Linked DNA regions of Mus musculus: regions 2 and 3 are each linked to region 1. The links are chromatin contacts, called in public Hi-C and promoter capture Hi-C maps. All regions are on one chromosome and are shown on one strand. Each heading gives the region's core, a stretch centred on a gene start, on an enhancer-like site or on the middle of the called end of the contact. The rest is flanking DNA. Distances are from core to core; before and after follow the strand shown. Region 1 holds the start of Ugt2b36 (UDP glucuronosyltransferase 2 family, polypeptide B36). Region 2 holds the start of Ugt2b1 (UDP glucuronosyltransferase 2 family, polypeptide B1). Region 3 holds the start of Ugt2b34 (UDP glucuronosyltransferase 2 family, polypeptide B34).

Region 1 (4,040 bases), core at 1,124-3,623:
ACTCTGTACATTTAATGTTATATGTCTGGTGATTCTGGCACAAGGGTTTTTCTTTTTTGTTTCTTTATTAGATATTTACTTTATTTACATTTCAAATGTTGTCCACTTTCCTGGTTTCCCCTCTGAAAACCCCTATTCCCTTCCCCTCTCTCTGCTCACCAACCCACCCACTCCTAATCCTGGCCCTGGCATTCCCCTACAATGGGGCATAGAGACTTCACAGGACCAATGGTCTTTCTTCTCATTGATGTCTGACTAGGCCATCCTCTGTTACATATGGAACTGGAGTCATGAGTCCCACCATGTGTACTCTTTGGTACACCTACTGCTGGTTAGACCAGCATCATTCATTGAAGATGCTTTCTTTTTTCCCTTGTATATTTTTTGGCTTCTTTGTCAAAGGTCAAGTGTCAATAAGTGTGTGGTTTTATTTCTGTGTCTCAATTCTATTCCATTGATCAGTTTGTTTGTCTGTGTATCAATACCATGCAGTTTTTAATCACTATTGCTCTGTAGTACACCTTGAGTTCAGAGATACTGATTCTCCCAGTTTTTTATGTTTAAAAATGGTTTTCCCTATCCTGGATTTTGTTTCCCTTATCAATTTAAGAATTGCTCTTTCCTTTTCTTTGAAGAATTTATTGGAATTCTGATGGAGATTGCATTGAATCTGTAGATTGCTTTTGGTAAGATGGCCTTTTTAACTATGTTAATCCTACCAGTTCATGAGCATGGGAGATCTTTACATTTTCTGAGGTCTTTAATTTCTTTTTTGAGAGACTTGAAGTTCTGGTTATACAGGTTATACAGGTCTCTCACTTATTTGGTTAGAGTTACCCCAAAATATTATATATTTCTGACTATTGTGAAGTGTGTCATTTTTTTTTATTTTCTTTCTCCACTCCATTTATCATTTGTAGAAATGAAAGGATACTGATTTGTTTGAGTTCATTTTAAATCCAGCCACTTAGCTTAAGTTTTCAGATTTAGAGTTTCCCTGGTAGAATTTTTGGAGTCACTTATGCATACTATAATATCATCTACAAATAATGATACGTTACCTTCTTCTTTTTCAAATTGTACCTCCTTGATCTCTTAGCTAGAGTTAGGAAGAGCCTTGTCTTGTCCATGATTATAGTGGGATTGCTTTAAGTATCTCTCCACTTTTAATTTGATATTGCCTGTTGTTTGCTGTATATTACTTTTATTATGTTTAGGTATGGACCTTGAATTCCTTATCTTTCCAATACTTTAACATGAAGGAGTGTTGTATTTTGTCAAAGGCGTTTTTAGCATCTAATGAGATGATCATGTGATTTTTTTTCTTTGAGTTTACCTATATAGTGGGTTACATTAAAATATTTGCATATATTGAACCAACATTGCATCCATGAGATGAAGTCTACTTGATCACTGTGAATGATGGTTTTGATACATTCCTTGGTTCAGTTTGCTAAAATTTTATTGGGCATTTTTGCATTGATATTAATAAGGAAAATTGGTTGGAAGTTTTCTTTCTTTGTTGTGTCTTTGTGTGGTTTAGATGTCAGCGTCAATATGGTATTTATTTGTTTCCTTTTTAAGTGCTTCTACCTATTTACCTGTGTTTTCCTGTTTTGTTTTGTTTTGTTTTTTGTTTTGTTTTTTGTTTTTTTAGGGGGGTATTTATATCCTCCTTGAAGGACTCGATTATGTTCATGAGATAGGATTTTAGGTCAGCATCCTAGTTTTCAGGTGTGTTGGGATATCCAGGTCTTGCTGTGATGGCAGAACTGGGTTCTAATGCTGCCAAAGTATGTTAGCTTTTGTTGCTTGTGGTCTTGTGCTTGCATATCACCATCTGGTTATCTCTGGTGTTAACTGGGTTAGGTTTCTCTGTCTGTAGTCTGTCTCATCTGTCCATGGGTTGCTACACATCTCCTGGGAGACCTGTGACTCTGACTGTAACAGGTATCCTGGGAGGACTTCAGCCTGTGGAATCTGTTGCCATAGGTGTAGCAGATCTCCTGGGAGGCCTTCAGACTGTGGGGACTTCACAGTAGCAGACAAGCTGATGATTTGTCATGGTGGAAGGCTCAGGCTAGGGGGCAGGTGGAGTTTGAGTGGAGGTGATGTGTTCTGAGTCTGCTGGGCTCCTCAGTGTCCCCAACTGCTGCAATTATTTGGGAGGGTCCCTTATCTGTTGCCCTGGATACAGGAGATCTCCTGGGAGGCCTTCAGACTCTGGGGTATTCAAAGGGGCAGATAAATTCATGATTTTCCACCAACACAGTAATGTTCATTTCCTTATCAGCTTTGAGCAATTCCAGTTATATTTTAACTTCTTGGCAAATGCTTCTTAGATAAAAGGTCAAGCAGTGACAGATGGATTACACTCTGAAGAGAAGAACATTGATTTTCAGAATGCTTTGGAAGTGGATTTCTGCTCTGCTGCTGCTGCAGATAAGTTGCTGCTTCAGATCTGCAAAGTGTGGGAAGGTGTTGGTATGGCCGGTGGACTACAGTCACTGGATGAATATAAAGATAATACTGGATGAACTTAAACAGAAGGGCCATGAAGTCACTGTTTTGAGACCTTCAACTTCCATTTTTCTTGATCCCAAAAAATCGCCTGGCCTTAAGTTTGAAACTTTTCCTACATCTTTCAGTAATGATGTCATGGAAATTATTTTTGCAAAGGCTGTGGAAAGATGGACTTATGAGGTTCCAAGAGATACATGTTTATCATATTCTCCTTTATTACAAAATATATTTGATGAATATTCTGATTACTGTTTAACTCTTTGCAAAGACACAGTTTCAAACAAACAGCTCATGGCAAAACTCCAGGAATCCAAGTTTGATGTCATTTTGTCAGATGCTATTGGTCCCTGTGGGGAGCTCATAGCTGAACTGCTCCAAATTCCTTTTCTATATAGTCTTCGCTTCTCTCCTGGCTACTATCTTGAAAAATACAGTGGAGGACTCCCTCTCCCTCCCTCTTATGTACCTGTAATTTTGTCAGGATTAAGTGGTCAAATGACATTCAAAGAGAGGGTAAAGAATATGATATGTATGCTTTATTTTGACTTTTGGTTCCAGACATTTAGGGAGAAGAAATGGGATCAGTTTTACAGCGAAACTTTGGGTAAGTTATGCTTCTCTTCACAGGCTTAATGTTCTAAGTTTCACATGCATGTTAGGATGCATTTCCATTAAGTGCAAAGTGAAGACTTTTACAGGTCGTCAAATGTAATTATATTAGCTATCAAACTCTCTGTAAAAGCTCGTATAATTGATCAAATAGAAGGTAGCAATCCTGATATAAGACATTCTGGTTACCTATAAGGTTACAAAGACATGCAGTTAGACAGTCTTTAAAAATATACCATACTTATGACTGTCTAAAAATACCTAGCCTCATAATTTTTGAAAATATTGTGATTGTTTTATAGAATAAGTACATTAAATGTGTTAGTAAGAAACAAGGTATGAAGCACTAACCAGAAATCCAGCCATTCATAAATTTCACATTTCTGTAGGCAAAAGAATAAAGATTAGCTACAAACTACCATGACCATGAGAATCATGGGCAAGGTACAAAGCATGTTGTGACATTTGTACCTAGATTATAAATTTATGTTTACACAGTGTCATTTGAAGATTTAGAGAGGAGTAAACTGTGTACTTTTACACAGTGGATTTTTCATTAACTATTTATGAGGAAATAATTAAATTAATGAGGAAACATAAGTTAAGTCCTTTAAAAACAAATCCAAACTTACATTTACATATCTTGTATGAGCCACAAGTCAATTACTGATGCAAATTATATTACATATAAAAAGCATATTTTCTATATCAAACACAATTTTTCCAACATTTTTAAGGGACTATAATTCATACTCAGAAGACATTCTTGTCAACTTTTCTCTGTCTCATTTGCTCTTTTCTCTGTCTAGGAAGGCCAACCACCTTAATTGAGACAATGGGCAAAGCAGAAATGTGGCTCATTAGATCCTATTGGGATTTGGAGTTTCCTCACCCAACCTTACCAAATG
Region 2 (3,715 bases), core at 778-3,277, 170 kb after region 1:
ATTAACTCAAACAAGTCAATGGCCTCCCTCTACACAAAGGATAAACAGGCTGAGAATGAAATTAGGGAAATAACACCCTTCACAATAGTCACAAATAATATAAAATACCTTAGCTTGACTCTAACTAAGGAAGTAAAAGATCTGTATGATAAGAACTTCGAGTCTCTGAAGAAAGAAATCAAAGAAGATCTCAGAATATGGAAAGATCTCCCATGCTCATGGATTGACAGGATCAATATAGTAAAATGGCTATCTTGCCAAAAGCAATCTACAGGTTCAATGCAATGCCATCAAAATGCCAACTCAATTCTTCAACGAGTTAGAAAGGGCAATTTGAAAATTCATCTGGAATAACAAAAAAAAAACTAGGATAGCATAAAACTCTTCTCAAGGATAAAAGAACCTCTGGTGGAATCACCATGCCTGACGTAAAGCTGTACTACAGAACAATTGTGATAAAACAAAACAAAACAAAACAAACAAACAAAAAAAAAAACACTGCATGATACTGGTATAGCGACAGACAGGTAGACCAATAGAATAAAATTGAAGACTCAGAAATGAACCCACACACCTATGGTCACTTGATCTTTGACAAGGGAGCTAAAACCATCCAGTGGAAAAAAGACAGCATTTTCAACAAACGGTGCGGGCACAACTGGCGGTTATCATGTAGAAGAATGGAATTGATCCATTCTTATCTTCTTGTACTAAGGTCAAGTCTAAGTGGATCAAGGAACTTCACATAAAACCAGAGACACTGAAACATATAGAGGAGAAAGTGAGGAAAAACTGCGAAGATATGGGCACAGGGGAAAAATTCCTGAATAGAACAGCAATGGCTTGTGCTGTAAGATCGAGAATGAACAAATGGGACCTCATAAAATTGCAAAGCTTTTGTAAGGCAAAGGACACTGTCAATAAGACAAAAAGGCCACCAACAGATTGGGAAAGGATCTTTACCAATCCTAAATCAGGTAGGGGACTAATATTCAATATATATAAAGAACTCAAGAAGATAAACTCCAGAAAATCAAATAACCCCATTAAAAAAATGGGGCTCAGAACTAAACAAAGAATTCCCAGCTAAGGAATACCGAATGGCTGAGAAGCACCTGAAAAATGTTCAACATCCTTAATCATCAGGGAAATGCAAATCAAAACAACCCTGAGATTCCACCTCACCCCAGTCAGAATGGCTAAGATCAAAAATTCATTAGGCTATAAGGTACACAGATGCTGGCGAGGATGTGGAGAAAGAGGAACACTCCTCAATTGCTGGTGGGGTTGCAAGCTTGTACAACCACTCTGGAAATCAGTCTGGCGATTCCTTAGAAAATTGGACATAGTACTACTGGAAGATCCTGCAATACCTCTCCTGGGCATATATCCAGAAGATTTTCCAACTGGTAATAAGGAACATGCTCCACTATATTCATAGCAGCCTTATTAATAATAGCCAGAAACTGGAAACAACCCAGATGTCCCTCAACAGAGGAATGGATACAGAAAATGTGGTACATTTACACAATGGAGTACTACTCAGCTATTAAAAACAATGAATTTATGAAATTTAGGTAAATGGATGGATCTGGAAGGTATCATCCTGAGTGACGTAACCCAACCACAAAAGAACTTAACATGATATGTACTCACTGGTGAGTGAATATTAACCCAGAAACTAAGAATACCCAAGATACAATTTGCAAAACCCATGCAACTCAAGAAGAAGGAATACCAAAGTGTTGATACTTCGTTCCACCTTTGAATGGGAAAATAATATTGAAAAAGAAAAGAAAAAGAAGTGAATCAATTGTAGCTCAATACTATCAGGGACAAAAAAGACAAACTTCGTGAACCTTGAGCTCATGTTCCATGTGTGTATTTACTTAGAATGTTACACCATCAGACTCATCTAGTCAGTGATGTGGTTAGAAGTTATATGTTAACTTCTTGATTGACAGAACTTACATAAAAGCAGAAAAAAACTGTGAAGAATGACAAATATCAAAAACATTCTCTTTCAGCAAGATGTCTATGAAACAGGCTTCAGTTTTTCTGTTGATACAGTTCATATGCTATATTAGACCTGGAGCCTGTGGGAAAGTGCTGGTGTGGCCTACAGAATACAGCCATTGGATAAATATGAAAATAATCCTGGATGAACTTGTCCAGAGAGGTCATGACGTCACCGTTCTCATATCTTCTGCTTCCATCCTCATTGGGCCGAGCAATGAATCTTCTATTAATTTTGAAATTTATTCTGCACCTTTGAGTAAAGATGATCTTGAATATGCTTTTGAAAAATGGGTAGGAAACTGGACATACGAATTAAAAAAACTTCCATTTTGGACATCTTATTCAAAACTGCAAAAAATCTCCAGTGAATATTCAGACATGATTGAAAGTTTCTGCAAAGCAGTAGTTTGGAACAAGAGCCTCATGAAAAAACTCCAAGGATCTAAGTTTGATGTCGTTCTAGCAGATGCCTTGGTTCCCTGTGGTGAGCTGCTATCAGAACTGCTTAAGACACCTTTAGTATACAGTCTCCGCTTCTGTCCTGGATACAAATGTGAAAAGTACAGTGGGGGCCTTCCACTCCCCCCTTCCTATGTGCCTGTGGTTCTGTCAGAACTAAGTGACCACATGACATTTGCAGAAAGGGTGAAGAATATGTTGCAGGTGTTGCTTTTTGACTTTTGGTTTCAAACATTTAACGAGAAATCCTGGAATCAGTTTTACAGTGATGTTCTAGGTAAACTGTGCCTTTCATTGTTACTGTGAAATCCTGACTTGATGTTTTTTTGAATGAGAATGTGTATAGGTGAATATAAAGGCATAGAATGAGATTCTTAATTGTGAGCTGATAGAGTAAAAATAGAAGAGAATCAAATAGGCTCTTAGCAAGGCAAAATACTGCAGAGTAATTATACAGAACACTTCAGAAATTACTAACCATGCAAAATTAGACAAGGAAGATTTCTCTTGGTGATCATTTGATCTGCTCTACATTGTCTAAGTATAAGAAACTCCAGGTTTCATTGAGTGCTTTAATATCTGTAAATGAGAACACTACAGAGTCATAATTCATTACCACAACTATTTGTGTAGCACTGAAGAAAACACATTTCCTTAAGACATTTACTCACTTAGAAATTAAAACATTTATCAAGAATGTCCTGAAAGCTTATTCACAATTAAATTGTACCACTAGAACCAGAAACAGTCAAGGCAACTTGATTTTCTTAGAATTTGAGTTGGATCATATCTATAAAACTTAATCTTAAAGCCTTAAATCTTGATAGAAATGCATAGGTTTTTATTATTTTCAAAATACCTTTTCATTAAATAAAATATTACCTAATTTATTAGGAGAAACAGTTTAAATATTAACTGCTTATACAAATACCCAGCTATAACTTTGAGATATACAACTAAGTTAGTGATACTAGTCTCCTGTAACGGACATAGTACAGCAGGGATAAAAGAAAATTAGTCATTCCTTACCAATTATCACATTGCATTTCAAGAATCAGAAACCAAAAGCATAGCTACTAAAATGTGTAAAATAGACTAAATATTCTACAAAAGCTGTGTTTCTAAGCATTTTCAAGCACCTTTGCAAGAGCAAAATTTCAAATTTATTGGTGCAACGTTGGAAATCAATGTAATTTTCACACAATATTTATGTTAATACAATTATATCATAAATCAT
Region 3 (4,086 bases), core at 188-2,687, 190 kb after region 1:
AATGTAAAATATACATTGAAGCAGCTGAATAAGCTGATCTATGTTATTTGGTTATTTATTATTGTTCATTTAAATACTGAAGCTTCTCTGTCAAAGAAAATTGTTTTTATATAACTTAGTTAACATTGAACTGTTTTTTAATGTTATACAGCCATCAGGTTCAAAACATGGAAAAGAAAATCCTGGGTTTTCTTAATTAAAAAGAAATTTTAAAATAACCACTGTCCTCAATATTTAAAAATCACACTATGCCTTGAGACACTCTTCCCATTTCTAGTATGGAACTATCAAGTTCTGTCTAAAATAGCTATGATATCAGAGGACAGTCCCGTTTTTACATTTAGAATTTTATGCTACTTGTAAGCAGAATTAGAGAACTAGATTTTTGGATTCATTCAAAAACCATTTACTAAGTATTACTTTGTTCTATATAAAGATGACTAAGGCATGGTCACTGCAGGAAAAACAATATAGGGGAGTGTAAGCTGTCACTTACAAACAAACCTAGCTCAATAAATCCATAAAAGAGCCAAATTAATAGTGAAATGCAGAATATATTCAGTGTGATCACTTTAGGAAGAGAGACAAAAGGAGCCAGTCACCCTTAATTCCATCTTTGGGATTCTTACAAGGCATCTGCATAGCTAAGCTTTCCAGGAATGGCATGGGACCTTGCCCACCATTAACTTAGCTCCTAGTCACCAGAAATGTTAGCCTGCCCTAACTTGTAAATTGCCCTCCTGGATACAAATTCCTCCTCTGGGTGTCCCCAGAGATCAAACATTTCTTCTCCTAGCAGAAAGTTACTGGGGAAAGTCTTTCAATAGTCTGAGAGTCAAAGAGGAAAACACAAATGTCTCCTTATCTCTTCACTTTTGCTAGGCTGACTAGTTACAAGTAAGCAGGTTCTTGATGGGGTAGAGATGGAGCTAATGGGAAGACTAAAAGAATGGGGCTTCCATCTAGATTATAATATGCTCTAAACGTAAGTGCAGTGTGTTTAATTCTGAGATTACACTATAGACCTCTGAGCCATATACTTAAAATCACTAAGTAGTATGGTAACTGGTCAGTGTTGCCAATATTCATATGACAAAACACTGACCTATGGTATTTATAAAAATGTGACTGGACAGTTTGCCTTTACTTCAGATTCTTTATCAAAGAAGCTCCATTAGGAGAAAGAGAGAGTGAAAGGAAGGGAGAAAGAGAGATCTTACTTTTCACTGTTCTCCAAATACAGTATACATTCAAGATCACTGAGAATCCAGAGTCATTTCCCACTTTCACATCTGCATCCAGGTTTTGGCATTTGCCCTCCAGAGGCTGTGACTCCCATTTCTATTTGCTTTGGTGTGTACAAGTTACACTTTAACTGACTGATTACTGCTCTTTCTATATCTGTAAGAGCTGAGCAATCATCCTTTGGAAGGCAGGCCTGAAGTTAACCAAGATGCCTGTGAAAATGACAGCAGCCCTGCTCCTGCTCCTGCTCCAGCTGAGTGGCTTCTTTGGATCTGGGACTGGTGGGAAGGTGCTGGTGTGGCCAATGGAGTTCAGCCATTGGCTCAACTTGAAGACAATCCTAGACGAGCTTCTGAAGAAGGGTCATGAAGTGATGGTTCTGAGACCTTCAGCATCCTTATCTTATGAGGTTGACAACACATCTGCTATTGAATTCGAGACTTATCCTACATCATACTCCTTATCTGAGTTAGAGGAAATTTTCTGGGAATCACTCAAGAAATATATTTATGAGCTGCCAAAGCAGTCATTTTGGGGATACTTCTTAATGTTGCAAGAAATGGTTTGGGTAGATTCAAAATATTTTGAAAGTCTCTGTAAAGATGTAGTTTTTAACAAAGAACTCATGACAAAGCTACAAAAATCAAGGTTTGATGTGATCCTGGCAGATCCCTTCATACCCTGCGGTGATCTGCTGGCTGAGGTTCTCAAGATCCCCCTTGTGTACAGTCTCCGCTTCTTTCCTGGCTCCACTTATGAGAAGTACAGTGGGGGACTCCCACTGCCTCCTTCCTATGTGCCTGTTGTTATGTCAGAATTGAGTGACAGGATGACTTTCATGGAGAGGGTGAGAAATGTCATCTATATGCTGTGTTTTGACTTTTGGTTCCAAACATTTAATGAGAAGAACTGGAATCAGCTTTATACTGAAGTATTAGGTAAGTGCCCTGTTCAGTGCCCTGGTGGGATTGCTGGATTCTCAATTTGCTGTGTCATTGAATGTGAATGTCTAAGAACAGGTCTGACAGGGGAATGATTTGTCTCTCCTAAATAAAATGATGGGAAAACTAGAAAATTAGCTGTCAAATTCAAGCATTGTAAAGAACTTTGTATTCCAGTGTCAGTTGCAAAACCTTGTCTATGAATTGTCAGCACACACTCACATAACAAAACTATGATTATTTCTCTAAGAAATTACATAGGCCCAAGACATTTTTCCTCGTGTTTTAAAGCAACACTTTTACCTGACTGGTGCCTTCATTGTCATTAATATCTTTGCCACTTTATTATATTCATTGCTATTATTATCATGTGTATGAACATGCACACTTGTGTCATGGGAAAGGGGGATTGTGCTCTGGGTTGCTTATGTAGAGGCCAGATTAAACTTTGAAGAGTTCTTATTTCTACCTCTATGTATGTTCTTGGGATCAATTTAGGTGTTTACGCTTGTATAGAGATTGAACTCAAGTCTTTAGCTTGCATGGAATACCTTTACCTTCTAATGTGTTACACCAGCCTCTAAAACATATGCTTTAAACAAAGGCAAAGTCTTCATGACTTATAAAATACACTGAGGATTATACATACTTCTAGCATAGGTAAATATCTATCTATCATCTTTCTATTTACAATCAAAGGAGGACTTTTTATATAAATTATTTTTTTATTTATGATTTAAAAGATCTTCCCCTTTAACCTACTAAACTTCTGCACAGCTGTGAATATTCTATCTCTGCTCTATACAGAGGAAATATGTGAATGCAAAACATGGGGGAATCTAATTGATTTATTGGAGTCAGTTGAAATTGTGTTTCAAACATAGAATCTTGAAATGTAGACATATTGGGTATTACTTAGTGTTTTACTGAACATACATGTCTCTCTCCATATTTTAAGGCATGTATCCATATTATCTGTAAACACATCTATACATACCAAATTATTAAACAATCAGTCATGAATCAAGAGCAAAATCAAAGAACTCAGGCATAATAAAAATTTCTCTCTGAGGGAAACCAGGGTAATATAGTAAGACACTGTCTCAATGAAATGCTGAAACAGAATCCCCTTAAATGTTTGCACTGGGCTGGGGTGCACACACCTTCCATCTCTGCAGTTGAGGTGAGGAGGAAGAGGATCTAGCATTCAGGGTCCACTGTAGCTTCATTAGTCACTGAGGAACCACTCTAGGCTGCATCCAACTGTCTCAAAACCAGACAGCACAAAATTCTCAGTTCATTTATAGGAGCACACATCAAGGTTCTAGCTGCTACATAGAACAAACTACATCTAGAGTTAAAGGGAAAAGTGTTTCCCTAAGTTACGATTCCTAAATAATGGTATTTGACTGTATTTCAAGAACATATCTTGATACTTATTGATCATAAATTAACAAGGTTACAATTGTGGTAACTTTTCACAGATACTCATACAATGAATTTATATATCTCTAAGCATACATATGAGAAGCATATATATTACAAATTTGTTTTCAAATACTACACACATTCAAACACATCTATATACATACATACATACATACATACATACATACATACATACATACATAAACATACACACACATATATTTTTTTTCACACAAAGTCCCACACTTGTAAACATCTCTGGCTGCATAAACAAAAGTGCTTCCAGAAGGCATAGTCATATTCACCTGATATTTTGTTATATCTTATATCTTCATTGCTCTGACTCCTCTTCAGGAAGACCCACGACACTCTCAGAGACTATGGCCAAAGCAGACATATGGCTCATTAGGACCTACTGGGATTTAGAATTTCCTCATCCTGTCTTACCAAATTTTGATTTTATTGGTGGCCT

The links. Promoter capture Hi-C pulls out the DNA fragments that hold promoters and counts their contacts. Hi-C and Micro-C count contacts between places; a contact is called where the count stands out from the background.
Region 2: a contact with region 1 is called in a Hi-C map of liver, with 2.4 times the contacts expected there. The contact joins the promoter of Ugt2b1 here to the promoter of Ugt2b36 in region 1. A contact is called at or near these places in 3 of 39 promoter capture datasets (cranial neural crest, embryonic stem cells and liver), 3 of 484 Hi-C or Micro-C datasets (all in liver) and 3 of 9 other capture datasets (adipose tissue, liver and pancreatic islet).
Region 3: a contact with region 1 is called in a promoter capture Hi-C map of liver. The contact joins the promoter of Ugt2b34 here to the promoter of Ugt2b36 in region 1. A contact is called at or near these places in 7 of 39 promoter capture datasets (cranial neural crest, embryonic stem cells, liver and 1 more), 4 of 484 Hi-C or Micro-C datasets (the AML12 cell line, the C10 cell line and liver), 2 of 115 datasets of contacts at active chromatin or transcription factors (hepatocytes and intestinal villus epithelium) and 3 of 9 other capture datasets (adipose tissue, liver and pancreatic islet).

The regions. Positions count from the first base shown.
Region 1 is chr5:87,090,888-87,094,927 of GRCm38.p6, reverse strand. It overlaps Ugt2b36 (UDP glucuronosyltransferase 2 family, polypeptide B36), which reads left to right and starts at 2,373. Exons shown (of 6, transcript NM_001029867.1): 1 at 2,373-3,127; 2 at 3,942-4,040. The coding sequence starts at 2,404.
Region 2 is chr5:86,924,815-86,928,529 of GRCm38.p6, reverse strand. Ugt2b1 (UDP glucuronosyltransferase 2 family, polypeptide B1) reads left to right here and starts at 2,027. Exons shown (of 6, transcript NM_152811.1): 1 at 2,027-2,755. The coding sequence starts at 2,032.
Region 3 is chr5:86,904,288-86,908,373 of GRCm38.p6, reverse strand. Ugt2b34 (UDP glucuronosyltransferase 2 family, polypeptide B34) reads left to right here and starts at 1,437. Exons shown (of 6, transcript NM_153598.2): 1 at 1,437-2,183; 2 at 3,969-4,086. The coding sequence starts at 1,454.